Linked DNA regions of Rattus norvegicus: region 2 is linked to region 1. Evidence: chromatin contacts called from public Hi-C data. All regions are on one chromosome and are shown on one strand. Each heading gives the region's core, a stretch centred on a gene start, on an enhancer-like site or on the middle of the called end of the contact. The rest is flanking DNA. Distances are from core to core; before and after follow the strand shown. Region 1 holds the start of Ccdc107 (coiled-coil domain containing 107). Region 2 holds the start of Fam221b (family with sequence similarity 221, member B).

Region 1 (3,798 bases), core at 606-3,105:
CTTTCTCAAACTAAAGTAAAACAAAGACAAGCAGCTGGGGCTATAGCCAAGTGGTAGACTATTTGCCTGGCATGTGTGAGGACGTTGGCTAGATGCCTCTGTACCATCAAAATGAAACAACAAAACCTTATTCCGAAGACCAGGCTTGGTGATACACAGTTATAGTCCCCGCACACGGGGAGAAAAAGCAGGGGTTTCAGAAGTCCTAGAGCATGTTTGGCTGTATACATAAGGAGTTCTGAGGCCAACCTGGACTACCTCACTCAAAACTCCGAAAAGAAAAGGCAGCCATCAGGGAGAATCATTTGTACCAGTAGAATGGACCTGAATTTATTCACCCCAAACTGGCAACAACTCCAGGTTTCCATCTCTCTTCTTTCCCATCCAAGCTATCTCGGAGCAATCAGACTTTAACAATTCCTATTGCCCTGCCCTGCCCTGCCCTGCCCTGCCCTGCCCTGCCCTGCCCTTCTGCCCCCCTCTATGGAAAAACAAGACTCCCTGTTTTAGTCATTTAGTCACATGTACCCCTTGCCTGGTGATTGCCGAGTCCTGGAGCCAGAGACGCTAATGGAATGTGTTTATTCCGTCAGAGAACTGTCGATCTAGGTGGGAAGATGGCCCTGTGTAACACAGGAAAACAAGGAAAGAGGGTGTGCCCGCCTCATCTCTAGTAAACCCAGCACTCCAGAGACTGGAGCAGGAGGATCTTGGGTTTTAGGCCAGTGAAGGCTGCTGAGACTGTCTCAAACAACACAGCGTGGAGCAGACAGTGTAACACTCTGTCTTAGTTCTTTGTTCGTTTTTGAGAGAGGGTCTCACTATGTAGACCGGGCCTTAAATTTATAGAGATCTGCCTGCCTTTGTCTCCCCACTGCTGAGATTAGAGAAAGTGGTGCCACATCTGGCAGCTCTGTGAATCTCGTGCTACTACAAAAATCCCAGCATTTGAGAAACAGAAGCACAAGGGTCAGGAGTTCTAGGCCAGCCTTGGCTAAAGGAGACCCAGAAGAACCTAGTTCTATTGACCTTTTGGGTCGTTGTGAACATTTATTCATTGTCAAGTTCTTCTAGCAACAAGTGACTAGGCTCGGACAGTAAAATGGGAAAAAAGACATAGTCCTACTCTCTTTGGACTAACACCCTAAAAAAAGAATTATAGCTATTAAAGAACGAATAAACTAGGTCAGACTTGTTTCCTTTTTCCAGACTTGTTTCCTTTTTCTTTCTTCTTCCTTGATTACTGTCATTTCCATCTGTACGTTGTATAAAAGAGCAGCCGCGCTGAGAATGAGCCCCGTGTGGTTGGTGCGTACAAGGTCGCACTGCCTGCGTCACTAGGAGAACTGACGGATGACACCCCGCCGCACGCCGCTCGGCTCGCCCCGGAGGGGTCGCTTCTTGGCGGGCTAACAGTGACTTGCGGGGGAAGCCTACGCGCGTGTGCACGCGGCACTCTCTGCCCATGGTCCGGGGACTTTCCCCTAGGCGAAAGGATAAGGAACAAGGTCCCCCGTACGTAGCCTAGGAAACAGGCCTTCAGAGCGAGCTTCCTTGTTTTGTTGGCGCGGCCATTTTATGGCTCTACGAGACGCATTATTTTATGTTTGTGGTGAGAAAATTGGTCGTTTTAGGTCTAAAAGCAACGAGCCATTGTTTTTAGGTATACTTTAGGCAGAAAGATCCCGGATACATAATTGTTTAAGAAAACTATAAATAGATAGGGCATTAATTAATGTAGGAAAGTTAGGTGGGTGTGGTTTATGCAAATATAGTTTAACCCACTCTGAGATGGGCGTGGCTACCGTGAGTGATCCAGAACCGGAGTAGTTGTGGTCTCCTGCGCGTGCGCTCTACGACCGGAGGCCCAGCGGTGGAACGCGGGGACCTCCGTGCACTATTCTGGTGGGCCAGGCATGGCGGGCGCTGGCCCGGTGTTGAGTATTCTGGGGCTGCTGCTTGTGTCTGCTCTGTTTGGCGTCCTCGGAGAGCGCCCCAACCCCGATCTGGGGGCACACCCAGGTACCAGCGAGAGCTGCTGGAGGGAGACTGGGACTGCCTGGTAGAGGCTGACCGATGGCTTTAATCCACAGAACGCCGCTCCCAGGTCGGTCCCGGGGCCACCGAACCTCGGCGGCAGCCGCCACCCAAGGACCAGCGCGAGCGGGCCCGGGCCGGATCGCTGTCTTTGGGCGCGCTGTACACCGCAGCCATCGTGGCTTTTGTGCTGTTCAAGTGTTTGCAGGTGCGGTACGGCTGTGGGTTGTGGGATTCCTGGGCCTTAATCTCCTGGGGGCGCCACGGTGCCAAGACACCGCTTCCTGACTACTTGTAAAATGAAGACTAGTTCCTTGGTTTTTCCATATTATAGGGGCATTCAAGGATCCAGAGAGGTAATGGATATAAGGGGGCTGAGAAATTGTAGCTAATAACCGTTACTTTTACTCCTCCCTCCAGTGAAGAGCGATTTTCATACTGGAGCTCATGTAAGTGAGATTTTAACCCAACTTGTATCAATATGCAAAAAATGAAGTTACTGATAAGGCACCAACCTTGGCCCAAGGGGTTAATCACTGCAGGAACAGTGTCTAGTGTACCAGACCACCAAGCGGTTTCGTATTCTCCTTGGGAAGGAAGCCCTGAAATGTGAACTGACAGTACATTCGGCTGGATTTGAAACTGTTGAAATGGTTTTGCCTCTGGTCAATTACTTGCAGTAGGAAATAGAGACTGAACTAATTAGTAACATAAAACTAGATGAGATTAACGAGCCCAAGCAGACTTGACAGGCTAGGATGAAGACTGGAATTTAAAGATAGATTAATAAATACTAGCGGGGCGTAGTGTTGGACGCCTTTAATCCCAGCACTCAGGAGACAGAAGCAGAAAGAGCTTTATGAGTTCGAGGCCAGCCTCTACAGAGCTGGTTCGAGAATACCCAGAGAAACCCTGTATCAAAACCAAAACAAAAATGTCCTATTCTATTCCTGTCTTATGGGGTTAAGCAGCCAGGAAGAAGAAGTTCAGGACCGGTGGAAGAGATCTAGGCATTGCAGCTGACGTTTTCACGGTGTGTTATAATAGCCCACTTTCCAATGAAAGGCTCTGAATGGAGGCTTGTGCTTTATCTACCCATCAGAACACTGGGAGAATTGTATCCTAAAAATAAACCATAGGGCACCGCCTTTAAGAGCAAAGAGCACTATATAGTTGGTTTTTGGGTTTTTTTTGGGGGGGGGCTTTTTGTTTGTTTGTTTGTTGTTTAATCTGTAATGGGGGTAATGCGAATTGAACAGATTGAGAATTTTTTTTTTTACCAGCAAAGACTGCAAGAACAGGACCTGGTGACACAGTCCTGTTATTCCAACTACTCTGGGGGAGGATTGTAAGTTCCAAGGCCTGTCTGGACAATTTAGCAAGACTCTATCTCAAAGACAGCGAAGGGTAGGGATGCTAAATAAGGAGGCAGGGATAGGAGCAGGCTTCAGAGTCCTACTGCAGGAATCTGAAGTTTCACATTCCGGAGCATGCTTCAGCAGTCTGGCCATGTGTGGGCATCCGGACGTGTCACTTCATGCTCTGGGTAAGCAGCTGGGCTAGAAACATCTGTGATTCTCTGTGGTGGGTGCCCAGAGCTCTCTCTATGGCTCCTCTCTCCACTGGCTCTTAGGTGCCTTTATCTGCTTCCACAGCAGGGCCCAGATGAGGCTGCTGTCCCCCGAGAGGAAAAAAACAAGAAGAAATCCTCACAGTCAGGTGAGCGATTAGTGGTGGTTTCTGGGAGTGGAGTAGATGGGA
Region 2 (3,798 bases), core at 385-2,884, 170 kb after region 1:
CAGGTTTCTATGTAGCCCGGGCTCTTTCTGAACACCTTATAGGACTCCGGCCCCATCCTCACGAGGATGGCATTTTAAACGTGTATCGCCAGGCCTGGCTGCCTCTGGCTTCTACATCTGCATCTCTAACTCAGATCTCATTGTTCCCTTGCGCTTTAGGTACGCCATACTAGGTATTTCCAACGGGAAGTCCCACAGGCTTCAAACTTGGAAATGCATGTATCACTCTAGTCTTCTGTAGTGCCATCTGCAACTAGAACCACTCCCAATCTTCCAAATACTCCCCAAATCTCTCTCTCTCTCTCTCTCTCTCTCTCTCTCTCCCCCCCCCTATCTCTCTCTTTCTCATCCCCCTCCCCCCCAGTTCATTCATGTTCTCATTATCTTCTGCCTGGCTGTATAGTACCGTCGACCCTCCCGCCCTCTCCCCCAGCATATTCATGCACTCAGCCTTTCATTCAGGACACATTTTATAAACAGCCGGAACTAAGCCTTACTCAGGCACCATGTGCTCATTGGATCCAGATGAGCTTGGGAGAGAGGTAATGTAACACACTGGGACAGAACGGATGGCTTATCTCCAGGATGCCGTGAAAAGGGAGGATGCAGAATTTACCCTAGAAAGATCCAAGAGGGAAGCTCTCTTTCCTACTCCAGCAAGATCTCTTGAACACACAAAACCTTCTGAACCAGCCTAATGAATTACATCCAAGCCTCTTGGCTCTCGCATGCAAGTCACCGTCCCAGGACCCTTTCGAGTGCTAAGGAATGACCTGAGGGCCTTTATATGCTACTAAGGTGCTCTATCATGGAGCACTATATAGCCCTGGCTGACCTAGAATTTGGACCAAGCTGGGCTTTGAACTGGCAATAATTCTCCTGCCTCTGCTTCCCAAGAACTGGGATTACAGGCCAGTGCCACCACTAGGGCTTCCAAAACAGACTCTGCCATCTGCACATCTGTCATCATTTGTAACTTGAGGGTCCTGTGTTCCACTGATCTGTAGTTTACCCTGCGCTTCAGAGACTGCAGCAGATACCTTAAGATATTGTGTCTTAAGCTTCTTCGAGAGATCTCTTAGCAGAAGACCTGGGTTTAATCCCCAACATCCACATGGCAACTCACAACAGTCTGTTCTAGTCTCAAGGGCTCTGACTCCTCTCTCCTGGCCTCCACAGGCATTGTACACATGTGGTGTACGGATATACACGCAGGCAAACACACCCATACACATAAAATAAAATGAACGTTTTTTTTTTTTAAAGTAATTACTTTCACTGGAGTCTTTGTAAAGAGGACAAATTAGGAAAGGGGCAGAGGTAGGATAATGAGAAAGTGGGTGAAGATGTGTGGGGAAGGACAGACGGTGTTAGGAAAGGGAGTGGAGTAAAGGGTTGGGGTGGAGGGCTATTGGAAAAACTACATACCTCTGGGCTTAGGCCTGGTGGTTCCAAGTCCATAGGTCAGGATCTTTAGCTGGGTTTGAGGGGGAAGTATTGATCCTGACCTAGGGAATGGTTTTGCTGCTGAGCCAGACTGTAGGTGGTAAGTGAGAGACCTTGTTGTGTTATGTTTGTTTGGGGAGACTTGGGCACCTGCAGCAAAGGGACTCTGGCCCGAGTTGACGAAGGGCAGTAAAGGGTAGGAGAGGTCCGGGGCCAAATGAAGGATGTGCTCTAGAACCCAGGGCAGGCTTCGATCACCGGAGCAACAGAAATACCAAGTAGTCTCCCGGGCAACAGAAGTTTTCTGGTCATCTGCGTGGCTGAGGGCTGCTTTGGATCTAGTTGGGATCAGAGTTGAGTGAGTCTCTGTAGGCTGTGCAAACATAGGAATGGGAGGAACATGGCCCGAGAGGAGCCTGGTTTTGTGAATTTCTGGAAGGTTCCTGTATCACGATGTGTGAGCGACGTTCCCGGGACGTTGTAGACCTGAGAGGTCACCCCGGCTGGGTGGTTAGGGTGAGACAGAGGCTCTCAGGTAGGCAGCGCGGCAGGGCTTCAGTTAGAGGCCAATAGAATTGGGTAGGGGCGGGCTTTGCTGAGAGGGACCAATCGATGGGGCGCGGGGCGGAGCGCCAGGAGAACGTCATGCCGAGGCCGCCGCGGGGCCTGCTTATCGCCGGTTCAGCGCAGCCCGGAGTCGCCCAGGCCTGAACTCCTCCCCAGGTCCCGGTCCCAGCCCCGAGCCCGCGAGGACGCCAGAGGCCACCCCCCGGGGGTGGGGAGCGGAGCCGCGGGTCAGCTCTAAGAGCGTCCCGTGCTGGCCTGGCCGGCCCCGCCCCCGCCCCGGGCCATGGCCCAGCCCTTGTCCCGGCCCCTCATCCTATCCCAATCTCAGCCTTGGCCTCCAGCCACGCCCTCGTCCCGCTTCCCAAACCTGTCCAGGCCCAGGCCAGTGTCCCAGCGAATGCCCAGGTCCAGTTCCCCATTCCAACCCCGGTCCCTGTCCCCAGCCTGGCCGCTATCTCCGCCTCGGCCCTTGTTCCACCCCTTGTCACAATTCCCAGCCCAGCATCTGCCCCTGTCCCATTCCCAACGTTTGCTTAAGCCCCTAGCCCAGCCCCAGCCCTTGATTCCGTCTCCATCACACCCACTCCTTCCATCACACCTCCTGCCCTTGTTTGAGCCCCGGTGCTCAGTTCAGCGCCACCCAATAGCTCAGTCTTTGCCCCCCTCTCTGTGTTTGCCCAAGTCTCTTCCACTGGGCCCCCGCCTATCTCATACTCTGCCCCTCTCCCAGCCTCGACTCAGGTCTGGGCTCCAGCTGCCACCAGCCCTATTGCTGCTGTTGCTGTTTTCTGTCCTTGGTCCAGGGGCTGGTGAGTGCAGAAGTGGAAGGGACAGTGTTCCAGGGAGGGTTGGTTTGGAAAGAGTCAGGAGAGGTGGGACTTGGTGAGCTTGGTCACTGAGGAAGAAGTGGCCTCAGCAGTGGTGAGTGGTGGTGGTGGCAGGTGGTGGTGGTGGTGGTGGTGGTGGCAGGTGGTGGTGGTGGTGGTGGTGGTGGTGGTGGTGGTGGTTGTGTGGATAAGGGCGAGAAATGGGCTTAACAGAGATGAATTGGCAGCCTTCAAGAGTGGGTAAGACAGAAGCTCTCAGGTAGTTCAGCAGGTGGCTAATAGACCTCAAGAGACTGGGAGATCTCCTTTCCCGGTGTCTAGTCTGACTCCTTGAACCTGTCTTTCCCTGGGAAGTCTTGGGGGCTCTCTTCCTTTTGTTTTTCCAAAGTTTTATGGAGATGACCTAGTCCCACTTTAGAAGCCTCTATTGTAGCCTGAGACATGGAGACATTGTAGCCTAAACCTTTGAGATAACAAACACATTTTTAAGGGGGGGGGCTAAAAAAGATAATATGTTGCATTAAATAGATGGCCATGGGTTATTTGCCATTATAATGAACGTTCTTCTTGTGCTGGGTCTTTTCCCAGCAAGCATCACTGGGCTAGGGTAGTTCTTGATACTTTTAAAGCATGACTGAACCTGGGCACAATTCTACAGATGGGGAAACTGGCTCAGCGAGGGAGCAGTTTGCTCAAAGTTGCATTATACAAAAATGACTATAGTGGGGCTAGAAACAAGGTTTCCTAATTCCTATGACACATTGGTTGTCTCCTTCCCCTCTTCCTCTGACTACAATACTTGATTGAAGTATCCCTCCGTTGGCCCAAAGCATAATCTCTTTCATAAACTGTTTCCCACTTGCCAGGCGCCAACCTACAGGCATCATCTAGTCCAGGAAGTCACTTGGTTAGGTGGTAGAGTGGTCCAGGCTCTTAATGCTTGGAGTGAGAGAAGCAG

The links. A called contact is a pair of places that touch in the nucleus more often than the background predicts.
Region 2: a contact with region 1 is called in a Hi-C map of liver, with 6 times the contacts expected there. The contact joins the promoter of Fam221b here to the promoter of Ccdc107 in region 1. A contact is called at or near these places in 2 of 12 Hi-C or Micro-C datasets (frontal cortex and liver).

Annotation. Positions count from the first base shown.
Region 1 is chr5:62,543,495-62,547,292 of GRCr8, forward strand. Ccdc107 (coiled-coil domain containing 107) reads left to right here and starts at 1,856. Exons shown (of 6, transcript NM_001107957.2): 1 at 1,856-2,022; 2 at 2,094-2,245; 3 at 3,696-3,756. The coding sequence starts at 1,917.
Region 2 is chr5:62,713,503-62,717,300 of GRCr8, forward strand. Fam221b (family with sequence similarity 221, member B) reads right to left here and starts at 1,635. Exons shown (of 7, transcript NM_001013934.2): 1 at 1,429-1,635. The coding sequence starts at 1,461. It overlaps Tmem8b (transmembrane protein 8B), which reads left to right and starts at 2,089. Exons shown (of 13, transcript NM_001427449.1): 1 at 2,089-2,822. The coding sequence starts at 2,297.